2 separate regions of the Rattus norvegicus genome follow, and region 1 is linked to region 2. Evidence: chromatin contacts called from public Hi-C data. All regions are on one chromosome and are shown on one strand. The core of a region is the stretch at or near the end of the contact, and the rest is flanking DNA. Distances in the headings are between cores, read along the strand shown. Region 1 has its middle 88 kb from the start of Rxra. Region 2 has its middle 23 kb from the start of Trnaa-agc47.

Region 1 (5,995 bases), core at 2,014-4,513, 210 kb after region 2:
ACAGCTGCCACCGATGGTCACGTGACTTCACCCTGCAGCTCCTGGGCCATATCCCTCATCTGGGTGACCACCCTGCTCGGAGGTTCAGTTGGGGCTCCCGTGGCTGAGAAGCGAAGATGGCCGGCAGGGCCTGTGGCAGCTGCTGGCCCATTGTCACCCCCGATACCACAGTCACTGGGGGAATTTGGCCCCACACCCTCAGTTTTCCAAACTGCAGCATCCCCAGGGATACTGGGCGACTTGGTGACAGCGCCAAGAGACACCCAAGTCCCCTCCCCTGGCATCCCAGGATACCTGGCCAAAGCAGGCAGCCAATGGCTAGTCATTGCCATCCCCATCGTAGAACTGGGGCATGTGACCTGGTCCCCGTGCACACAGGTGTGTGGCGTGAGCACGGGCTGTGGAGACTGCAGAGGCGACGGGAGATTCGGCCCAGTTACTGATGTTTGTGTTCCTTTTAATCAAGACTTTCCCTTTTTCCTGTACATTTGCTTCTTGTGAGCAAGGACCCGAGGTCCCCCTCTGTCGGGAGTCGGGCTCTGGTGACTCTGGAGGCAGGGGCTGCATCTATTTTCAGATGCTTCGGGCTGGAGTGCCCTGATGTCTAGCCATGCCTTAGCTGGGCTGTGCGGCCACCGTGGGGAGGATGCGGCGTCCGCAGGGAGGAAAGATAGAGGATGTTTAACGCACCGGGAAGGGTAAATGAATCTATTTTTGTACAAATGTAATTTTATCCCTCATGTAAACTGGATAGCGTGGCGGGGGACCTGTTTTGTTTCTGCTTTGAGTGTCAAGAAGCGTTGGGACACCCTGACGCCCAGGCGGCAGAGGAGGCCCTCACCAGGAGGCTGAAGGCTCCTGAGAACAGCACAGACAGACACTTCCTTTGGTGGGAGGGAGGGCCACCGGGCAGGGTTTCCTTCCCCTTCTTGGTGATTTGAACAACCTCGCTCTGCCCTCGGTGCCTGCCTGCCGGCCTTGCTGCAGCTCGTCTGACTGTGAACTGACTTCCCCGCGTAACTGCTCTCTGGGACATTGTGGTGCAGACGCCGGGGGTTGATGAACAGCAGTCTCAGGATTGTAGAAAAGAAACAAAGACGTGAGAGGAGAGAGAAATATGAGCGTTTCAAAATATATCTCCATTCGGTTCTCATCTGTCCTGTGTTGGGGAGTCCTGTTTGGGGGAGTTGCAGACTTATGGGGCAGTGGGAGTGGGAGGTCCTGTGGTCAGCTCCGGCCCGTCCCCTGCTTCCTCCGGGGAGGGTCTTTTCCATGCCTGCTCTGCTATGATGCTCTCCCCTGGGGCCTCTTTGAGACGCGTACAAAGCCATTCCCCAATCCATGTGTTGCTACCTGCCCGGCCCCGGCTTTCCCGCACCCACCTTCTACTTCTCTGCTTGCTAGAATGGGCAGGAGGTTCACACGGAGGGGCCCAGCTACGTGATGTCATTTAACCACCCGATTAATTACAGGTTAACAATGCCCCATCTGTGCCATCTCCCATGATAAATGCCCTTTGTCTCTGTGCTGTCTGCAGATTGGGCTGCATCTAACCTCAAGTTGGGTGACACTGCCCTGTCATCTCCTGCCCCTCTCCGCTGATGGGTTCACTCCTGGGAGACACTGGGTACCAGTCTGAGGCTGGGAGCAGCGGGACCTGAGAGGCCTTGTGATGTTGAACAACTGTTTGTAGCTGTGGCCAGCAGCCTGCAGAGCCAGGCTTCTGGAGATCCCTGCCTAGGAGCGCCCTAATGTGCACTTCCATACATGTAACTGCAAGACCCAGTGCATTCCCCTCTTGGCTTCAGAGGCGCCCGTTGGGACATAGAACCTTAATACTGACACACACACACACACACACACACACACACACACACACACACACACACACACACACACACACACAAACCCTAAAACGAAAAACTGGTGTTCCTGAAATAGCCTTCCCCAGGCCCCTCGTTATTGAGACTTTCCAAGATGCGGTGTCTGCTTCACTAAGAGGAGTTTCTCCTGAGCCAGCTAGGGCCAGTGCCATTCCCCAGATTCAATATAGGCCTTTGGCTGTTCAGAGGTAGGGAACCTGGAGGGTCTGAATCGCTCAGCTGCGTACCTGGTGCCTCTGGGTGGGTCCAGCCCTTCTACCAGTCCACTCTGGTCCTCTGTGGTTACGGTTTTTGTGCCCGAGGGTCACCTCTGAGGAGTGGTGACTTGTCTAGGCTTCTGTATCCACTCTGTACATTAGAAGTTAGGTTGATCCTCTGTTGGCCCCAGCCTTTCTACAGAAGTCTGAAAGGACAAGAGAGCCCATGAGAGGATTCAGGTCAGGGCAGAGAGCAAGGTGACGTCCAGCTGGAAAACAACCGCACGAAGGACAGTTCTCAGGGTCCTTGGTGCTGGCTTTAAGTGGCCCACAGGTAATGGGATAAGAAGGGACTGAGGCAGGCAAATCCGGGTGGGGCAAGGCTGGCCCTGGCTCACGTCTCCCTGGGGTGGTGCACGGGACCAACCACCTCCAGGGACACAGTACTACAGAATTCTTCACCAACTGAGCAGACCCAGGCTGCCTGCCGGCATCACTTGGCAACCTGGTCTAAGGCCTCCTTGCTGCCTCTGGTTGTCATGGCAATGCCTGCTCAGGGCAGTCCCTCTGGACCAGAGATGCTGGGCTTGATAAGTTTATCAGCAGCAGAATCAGGCAGCAGCAGGCTGAGGCAGCCTCTAGGCCTGTGTAACCTGAGAGGCCAGTGTGGGGGTAGGGCCTCAGGTCTGGGGACACTTGGTGTTGCCTGGAATATCACCAAGCCCCCATTTTCTTTCTCTGGTCTTATGCCCAGTACCAGGAGCCAAGGGGCCTGCCCATCAGCAAGCAGTAGTGGTAAAAGGACTGTGTGGTGGTGGTGGTAGTGGGCGCATTTTGGAGCAAATGGGGCCTAGCCCTGTCTCCAGGTCTGAGGGCAGCAGTCCCATGCAAGTGCTAATAATGTGTGTCAGGATCGTGGGCAGGTAGGGGTCAGAGCATCAAGGGAGGGAAGGGGTTCACAGAAGGGAGTGCATTCTGGCTGACTCCAAGAAGCGGATGGTCAGCTGATGCAGAGGTCCAGAGAAATGCCAGGAGAAGTTCTGAGGGGGTCCAAAATGAAGGCCCAGCTTACTAGTCCTTCCAGAGCCCTGGGGGCAAAGAAGCTGCCTGGAGGACTGTGCCAGTATGGATTAGAAGGCTGTAGAGGATCTCCTGTGTGGCCCAGGATTGACCTCAGCATAATCGTTCCCAAATGTGAGGCGGCACTGCCCCCTGCTGGAGATACTTGGACAAGGCCGATTCCCTCCAGAACCTTCTGGTCCCTTCTAAGACCTGTGCCCTGCAATGTACTGTATTAAACTGTATTAACCCCATGATTAAAATACTCTGGGTGCTGGCCAGTCCTAAGGCACAGATCACCATGCTGACAAATGCAGGGTTGTAACATCTAGGAACCTGGAGGATGTGCAAGGCTAGACTCATAGCACCAGTGCTTGATTGGCAGCAGGGGCAAACCTCGGGTCTGTTTCCCCATCTCTGATAAGGACAGGATCCCCACACCCAGGGCCCTGGTAACCAGAGTCCTAATCACTTGGGAGATGGTCTTCAGGGGCCACTTGTTCTTCCACTGCTGTGGAGAGGCTCTAACGCAGGTCCTGAGGTAGGGCAGCTTGAATTCAGATAGCAGCCTTGAGAGCCACTTTGGAGAAGACTGGGGCTTGAGGGCCCAGGTCCCAGGTCCCAGGAAAAGGCACCACTTCCCTTGCCTACTGAAGAAGGGTCAGGATGACAGGCACCATGGCACCCTCAAAGGGAACAGTGAGTCTTGGAGATCCAAGGACAGGTCAGAGCTGCCTAAGGTCAAGTAGGGAAAAGCTTGGGACTGTGAGGAAACTCGATAGCTCCTCCTCCCTCTCTTCCCCTCCCTCTCTTCTCCTCCCTCCTCTTCCTCCCCCTTCCCTCTCCTTCCCTCTCCTTCCCTCTCCTTCCCTTCTCTCCTATTATCTTCCATTCCCCTTTTCCTTCCTTCCCTCCCTCCATCCCTTCTTCCTCTATTTCTATCTCTCCCCTTGTTCCCCTCCCCTCTCCCTCCCCTTGTTGGCCTCCCCTCTCCCTCCCTTCTGTCCCTCCTTTTATCTTTCATTCCCCCTTCCCTTTCGGTCTCCTTTCCTCTTCCTTCTTTCATCTACTTTATGCAGTCTTCCTGCCACCCCACCCACCTTTCTGTTTATCTAACCGCTCACCCATCATTCTTCTACTCTTCCAAATGTTCACTCAACCATCCGCACATCTGTCCATCCGTCTTTCCATCTACCCATCTATTGGCCTTCCGGACGTTTCCTAGGCGTAGGTCTCATCCTGAGGGGGCCTTACCTGTCCTTCCAGGATGGGAAGGCGTCATAGGCCAGAATCCCTAAGACTCTAGGTTGCTTTCCTCCTGGCCCTGTCACCATCAAGTGGTGTGACTGACGCTGTGAGACCCACACTGAGAAACCAGCTCCAACGTCCTAGGTCCTGAAAGATGAGGGAGCTCTGTCCTCTGCAGCAGCTGCTGGGCATCACCTTCCGTCTATCTTCCTGCCGTCAGCAGCTGTCAGTGTGTGGGCCAGCTTGTCTAGGGGCAGTGGTACCCCATGCCCTGGTGTGAGGGTCAGGAAGCTAGGCCTGGGGCTCAAGTCCAGCTCATGGAACAGACAATGTTATTTCCCAGCTTCGGACTCCCACCTGTGGGTGCTGTCAGAGCTGCCACAGTTACTGTGTCCTGTGGGCTCAGGAGGGCAACACACAAAGATCCCTTGCCGAAGAGTAGGGCAACGACCTCCCAAGGGGAGTTAGCCAAGAGCTCGAGCTAGAGATTGTCCAGGGGAAAGGGTCACTACTCTGGGTCAGCTGGTAGGCCTCTGCTCCCAGGCCAATGCTCTGGATGAGAGCAGGCCCAGGCCTGCTGCAAGGACCTCAGAGCTGTGGGGACGGAGCTACACACTGAGGGCCTGCAGCCCTAGGCTGGGTCTGCTTAGAGTCAAAGGGAGATGGAGGGAGATGGGTGGGAGGCCTCGGGTTGGGCAAGGAACACAGCTGCAGGAGCCACCTTCCTGTTGCTGCAGCCTGGTGTGTGTGTGTGTGTGTGTGTGTGTGTGTGTGTGTGTGTGTGTGTGTGTGTGTGTGTGCGCATGCGCGCGTGCGCGCGTGATACTCTAGATTCCCAAGATGCACTTGAGGATTCAGAGAGAGGAGAGGCTGCTGCCGACAGAGGCTTCCAATAGTCCCACTAGATGCAGGCCTGAGGGCAGCCATTGGCAAACAGGTTTCGAAAGGCTGAAGATGGCCCACCAGTCACCATCCATGGGATGCACCCTACAGTTTGAAAACTTACATCTACCCCAAACCTTGCCAGAGGACACTGATAACACCTTTCCCCCAATAACTCCAAGCTAGAAGTGACCCAAGATGCCCCCGCTTTGATGACCATCCCTCTGTCCCTGTACCATGCCATGCTGCTTAGCAATAAATGTGTGGGGTTAGGGGGCACTCTGGGCACACATGCAAACATCCTAAGTGCTTCACAGGATGGGAAGATCAAGGAGACCCCCTTCTTTGAGTGTGCTTGGGGCTCTGTTGAGAGGAGGGCAGAGTTGGTGAAAGCCAGCAAAGTTACTCTGGGCTATCCAGGGTCCATGGGCACTTGTTGGCACCTCAGAGCCTTCCAGCATCATGAGACAACATACTGCACACAGGAGGTCAGTGGCTCCCAGGGTGCAGGTGGAGGGACAACATGGCTAGCCTGTGTCGTAGGAACAGAGCCTTTCTGAAAGGCAAGACCGCTGCCTGGGGCTTGGCAGCAGGGGTCGATGAACCAGCGAGGTCAAGGGGGCGGTGCCAGAATAACGCAGTAATTGGATTGTAGCTAGATGTTTGAAATCCGTGAGGCTGTGCTCATGTAAACAAATGATTGAATAAATAAACAAAGATCTGGGA
Region 2 (5,973 bases), core at 1,371-3,870:
CTGCTTCAGTCTGCTAACCTTGGCCTGGTCTTGGAAGCTTCTAGCTTCTTTACAATCTAATGGAAGTCTAGAATGTTTTTAGCCTCTGAGACTTGCTGCAGAATAGCCTAACCCTTTCTTCTTTCCTCTGAACTCTGGCTGGCTGGTTCAACTCAGCTGTTCTGCCTCAAACTCCTCTTCAAGCTGACTGATTCAATCTGGCTTCTTACTCTTAGCCTCCAACTTTTTGCTCTGCTTGGCCTCAAACTAACTCTGGCAATCTGTTCTAATCTCTGGCCCTTCATTCTCGGGCTTGTTCTCTCTTCACTTGTAAAGAGTCTGTAAAACTCTCCCAGTAAAACTGCCCCCTCCTCTCTCACTGCCCCTTAAGTAGCTTCCTTTTTTTCTCTCTTCTCATGAGAGCTGCCAGTATCCTATTCGGTCAAATCTTTCTTTGGTTCGTCACTTTGTCTGCCACTCAATTAGACATCACTTTCAAACATGGCTGCTTCCTTCTACAAACTAACTTTACCTTCATAGTTTAGGATTAAAGGTGAGTACTAAGGGCATGTCTGTGTTCTAGCTAGAGGAATTAGAGATGTATGCTAGGGCTGAGTCACACCACAACTAGAAATAGTCCTCCCCCCTCCCCCCAGTAAATAGCACAACCTCAGGATTGACAGTACAGTCAAAGTCCACTCTGGACTCTCAGATGTTCCTGCTTCCCTTTTGCCTAAGGCAAACCTTCTCTTCCTCCGTACCTAGAAGCAGTCATGTCCTCTCCTTTTTTATTTCTTTTGCATTCACCTTTGAGCCTACAGGGGTCATTTCATTCAAACCGTCACATCCAACAAGATGGCTCAGTGGGTAAAGATTGTCACCTCTGAACTCAATGGCCTGAGCTGGATCCCCAGGCCCAGCATCTTGTGACGAGAGAACTGACTCTCACAGGTTGTCATCTGACTTCCACATGAATGCACGTCACAGTGTATGCCCCACCCCTACAAATAAATGTAATATTTATTTATTACTTAGAGACAGAGTTTCTCTGGGTAGTTCTGGCTGTCCTGGAACTTGCTCTGCAGACCAGGCTGGTCTACAGAGATCTCAAGGCTCTACCTGCCTCTGTCTCCCAAGTGCTGGGATCAAAGGTATGTGTCGCGACTGCCTGCTGTAAAAAATTGTTTTTTTGGTCTTTAAATATTTTAAAATTTATTTTATGTATGTGAATGTTTTGCTTTCATGCACACTAGAAGAGGGAATCAGATTCCATACAAATGGTTATGAGTTACTATGTGGTTGCTAGGAATTGAACACAGCTCCCCTGGAAGAGCAGTGCTCGGTCTCTCCAGCTTGTGAAAAACATTTTAAAAGGAGATTAAAAAAAAAAAAAGGTGTGAGTGGTGGTGCACACCTTTAATCCCATCACTTGGGAGGCAGAGGCAGGCAGATCTCTGAGTTCAAGGCCAGCCTGGACTACAGCGTGAGTTTCAGGGCAACCAGGGCTACACAAAGAAACAAACAAACAAACAAAAAAAATAATAGGGGCTGGGGAGATGGCTCAGCGGTTGAGAGCACTGACTGCTCTTCCAAAGGTCCTGAGTTCAATTCCCAGCAACCACATGGTGGCTCACAACCATCTGTAGTGGGATCTGGTGTGTCTGAAGACAGCAACAGTGTACTTACTCATATAAATAAAATAAATCTTTATAAAAAAAAGTATTTAAGACATTAGATAAGGCCAGACCTATGGGTTTAGAGATTGGTTCAACTAGTTGGAAAGGGAAACTACTTTAACAGTTAAAGTTAGACTCTGTTCATTAAGTTCAAAGCTTTCATTCATAAAATCAATTAACAATGTAGACTGCCCATCTGTCTCTGAGGACACTGTCAGCTAGTCAGCACCCTAAATTCTCCCAGAGTCAGCTCATTTTACGACTCTTTGAGTCTGGCGTCCTTATGGTCACCAAACCCCTGTATGTGGTGTTTGTTTGTTTGTTTCTTTGCTTTTGTTTTCTGAGATGGGGCTTCTTTGTATAGCCCTGGTCATCCTGGACCAGGCTGGCCTGGAACACGGAGATTCCTCTGCTGATAGGTCCCATGTTATATTGTTATTGACCTTATGCCCATCTTGACATATGTGGGGAGACCACAGTGCTCCTCACTGATGTTGGGGAACCCCTGGAAAAATGACTTCCCACAGTCATGCTAAGAGCAGTGTCTTCTGGACCATGCCGCACAGATGAGAGACATCCTGGAACAAATTTAGTGTAACATTCCAGTCTCTTTGAGGGGTCACACTTTCCTCTGTGACCCCACACAGTTCGAGGCTTCAACTTTGTGCCACTCACCCCGTGGGCCATGTCTTTGCCAACCAGCTGAACTGAGCTTCTCTCCCTGCTCTACCAAAATCTGCTTAGCATTATCATAAGCCAGCAAATCCAGCCTATCCAGTTTGATTCCTCTGCAGTTATGCCACATGTTTAATGGTGCATTGGAGGCAAGGCCATTCAGGTGAGGAAGCTCTTTCAGCCTCTTCCAGCTTGCACTTTTGGGAGTCTGGATTTCCCAGATCTCAGATGCAGTTTCTGCTCTTGATCTGGAGGAAGTTCCACCATTCTCCACGCGGAGGCGGGCTTGCACCACTCAGGGTGCAGGGGCTCTGGAAAAGCCAAAAAAGTTTTCGCTCCCCACCTTGGAGCCTCAGACCTTGGGCAGGGCTGCTTTTGTTAACTTCCACTTCTCTTTGGCTTGGACACGTTGCCCACTCAGACTGGGGTTTGTTTCTTTCTTCCCAAAGGGACTGATCAGAGAAGTATATAATGTGGACTTGGTTCTGGGGCAGGCTCGGGAGGCCCAGCTATGACTGCCCTATTTCCAGATGGAGAAACTAAAACTTGGAATGCTCACAGGGTGCTGGGGTGATGACACCGGCCACTCTTGGGGTGTTCTGATTTTGTTCTAGCACCTTGGCTGACAAGCACAAACTGAACTGGGGTCTACAGCCCCAAAGGACTCTGGGATGCTAGGGAATACCCTGGGCTTGTGACTTGGTGTGTAGTTATGTTTTGGGTCTCCAGTAAGTGCTGTGGTGGACCAGCTTCTGCCCATTGCATATGTACTGTGCATATATGCAATTCCCATGTGTGATGATTAATGTTGACTGTCAGGTTGACAGGATCCAGTGTCACTTATGAGACAAACCTCTAGACATGTCCTCAAGGAATTTTCTAGATTGTGCTTCTCCAGGTAGGAAAACCCCTACCCCCGAAACTGGCCAGTACCATTTCATGGGCTGGGGTTTTATTCTGAATAAGAAGAAAGTGGGCTGAGTACCAGCATTCATCTGTCTCTGCTTCCTCAGCATGGATGCCACATGACTAGTTTCCTCAGGCCCCTGTAGCCACATCTTCCCCACTCTGGTGATGTGAACCCCTCTCCCCCTCCCTTCTTTGAGTTCCTTTTGTCAGGTGTTTTGTTAAATAGCAACAAGGAAAATAACAATTTTTTCCTACCACCCAGGAGACAAATGGAAGCATGGGTGAAGAGCCCAAGCCAGTCACCAGATTCTCTGAGGGACATAGTTTGTATTTCTGTAAACCTGATCATCTGTTTTTGTGAATGGCCTGGGAAAGATACAACCAACCAGTCAGTGGCTTTGAAGGCTCAGCCGAGTCCCCACAGGGGACAAAGGGCTGGGCTAGAGGTTTGTGGTATGTACGACTGGCTCAGGTGGCTTAACAGGACCTTGTCTGTGGACACCTCTGACTGTACCAGCACTTCGCAGACAGGCTACTGCTTAGACTCTGGGTTGATTTTTCTGTGTCTCAATGAGACTGGTGTCAGTTTTAAAGTAGCTGCCGTCTGCTGGAGCCCGAGTTCTGGCAATTAGCTTCTTATTTCTCACGGCAGAGAATGACTGAGGCCAAGCTCTCTCTGGGAGATGCCCCCACAAGTGACCAAGGCTGACTCCCTCTGGGGGATGCCCTTGTGCTTCTAGTTTAGCAGGCCTTGGATGGTTTCCTGCTTTTGTGGGGAGGTGAATGACTATCCAGTGGGGTGAGCCTTCTCCTTGGGGCCCTCTATTAATAAAACAACAACTGACCCCCGGACGTGCAGGCAAATGAGGGGACACAGTATTCCCAGGGTCGGCGTTGGTCCAAAGACCTTTCGTGCCTGACCCAGCCGCCTCTGGAGTGCTCCCATCCTGCTCTGGCCCCTTGGCTGAAGGACCGGAAGTTCTGCATGGTCCAAGCTGGGGCTGCTCTTCCTCCAATATATAAATAACCCACTACCAGCTCCCTGGGAGAGTCCTAAGGGCCCGAAGGAGGGAGGGACAGGGTCCCAGGCCCTTGAGACCAGGCATGACTCAGATAAAGTCATCTGCTTTCCAGGTTGTTACAGAACCTTCTTGGTCTACCCTGGTGCTGTGCTGTTTGCAGAACCCAGAGGCAGCCTAGATGAGGGCGCTTGCTCTGTTTCTCTCATTCAGTCGTTTTTGTGGAATCAGTGGCTATTGGCTGGGACAGACATGGAGACAATTTTCTCCTGGCTCTGGAAGCCTAGCTGTGCTGGAGAGGTGGACGACTGAAAGCCAGGGCAGGGACCAAATTTCTATCATCCATCTAGAGCAGTGGTTCTCAACCTTTTAATGCTGTGACCCTTTACAACAGTTTTTCATGTTGTGGGGACCCCAACCATAAAATTATGTCCATTGCTACTTTGTAACTGTAATATTGCTACTGTTGTAAATCATTATGTAAATATCTGTGTTTTCTGATGATCTCGGGTGACTCTAAGATCCCGTAAAATGGTCGTTTGACTCTCAGAGGGGTCCTAACCCTCAGGTTGAGAAGAACTCCTGATCTAGAAGAACACACAGTACTCTACTGAAGCTCTTCAAGAGAGACCCTCAGCCAGCTAGCCTGGTCCTTTTGGGTTCTCCTGAGTACCCCGGTCCTGACTTGGTGACTCTGACTTTGTCCTGTGGTCCCTGGTAGCCTCTGCTGTTTCTGTTGAACTGGGGCCTGTCTTTATGTCTGCTCCCTTCCAGCACCACACTCACTGAACCACAGGGGAAGAGTCAGCCAGACTGACTGTATGCGCTACAGGCTGCACGGGGTTCTAGGATACCTACAGTCACCGGCCACAGATGAACACTGGGGTGCTCGGAAACTAGAAGTGAAGACAAAATGGTCCTGACTCTGTCCATCTAAGCTTTCCTGTCTGGAACTGTGGGCCCAGGCCAAGGTTCAGGACACCACATCCAGGCTGGGTCCCTGTTTTACTTGGAGCAAATAAAGGTTTCTGTGCAGCCTGATACTGCATCACTGAAGTTCCATGAACTGAAACTGGGCTGTTCAAAACAAAGCTGCCTGTTCTGGAGGTCAATATCAAGGCATGGGGGACATGGAGTGGGGGACTGGTGCTGACCCTTCCCAAGGCTCTTAGAGGGGTGGTTCCTCCTGTCTCCCAGATACTCCTAGGATTGAGAATGTATTATTAAATTTCTTTTTCCTTCTCTTAAGGTTTCTTGATTCCCTGTGTGTTCACACAGAACTCCTATAATGGCACTTGTCATTTGATTTAAGGCCTTTAATCTACTGATCCCCATTCACATTTGCAAAGTATCGTTTTCCAAACAAGGGCAGTTGTAAGTTCCAAGGGAAATGTCTTTGAGGGAGGCAACATTCAGTCCACTACTCTCTTCACCTCCATCTTCACATATGTCCTCCATGAAGTGGGGTGCAGTCAGCGGTGTGGCTATAATTCTATGTCCCTTCCTATAGGTCTGGCCTTCCAGGTGAAGTGGCGGCTTCCCAAGTCAGGACCCAAGGTTGGTTCTCCTCTGTGACCAGACCCTGTGTGGGAAATGCAGGAGATTCATGCTGAGGGCAGCCTCTCTCAGTCCAGGGGAAGTCTAGAAGAGTACAGTTCGACTGTACCTGCCTCCAGGGGCTCTCAGGCTGAGTAACCTGGGTTCATTCCGTGTTT

Evidence for each region. Hi-C and Micro-C count contacts between places; a contact is called where the count stands out from the background.
Region 1: a contact with region 2 is called in a Hi-C map of psoas muscle, with 17 times the contacts expected there. The contact joins two enhancer-like sites. A contact is called at or near these places in 11 of 12 Hi-C or Micro-C datasets (the A7r5 cell line, the Rat2 cell line, frontal cortex and 6 more) and 1 of 1 datasets of contacts at active chromatin or transcription factors (oligodendrocytes).

What each region holds. Positions count from the first base shown.
Region 1 is chr3:31,473,263-31,479,257 of GRCr8, forward strand. It overlaps a transcript of Rxra not described here. Among named protein-coding and RNA genes, the nearest start is that of Rxra, 88 kb to the left of the region's middle. Within about 2 kb of position 3,264, at least 6 of the 93 cell types and tissues checked have an H3K27ac peak or open chromatin away from gene starts, as enhancers often do.
Region 2 is chr3:31,264,086-31,270,058 of GRCr8, forward strand. No RefSeq gene overlaps it. Among named protein-coding and RNA genes, the nearest start is that of Trnaa-agc47, 23 kb to the left of the region's middle. Within about 2 kb of position 2,621, at least 7 of the 93 cell types and tissues checked have an H3K27ac peak or open chromatin away from gene starts, as enhancers often do.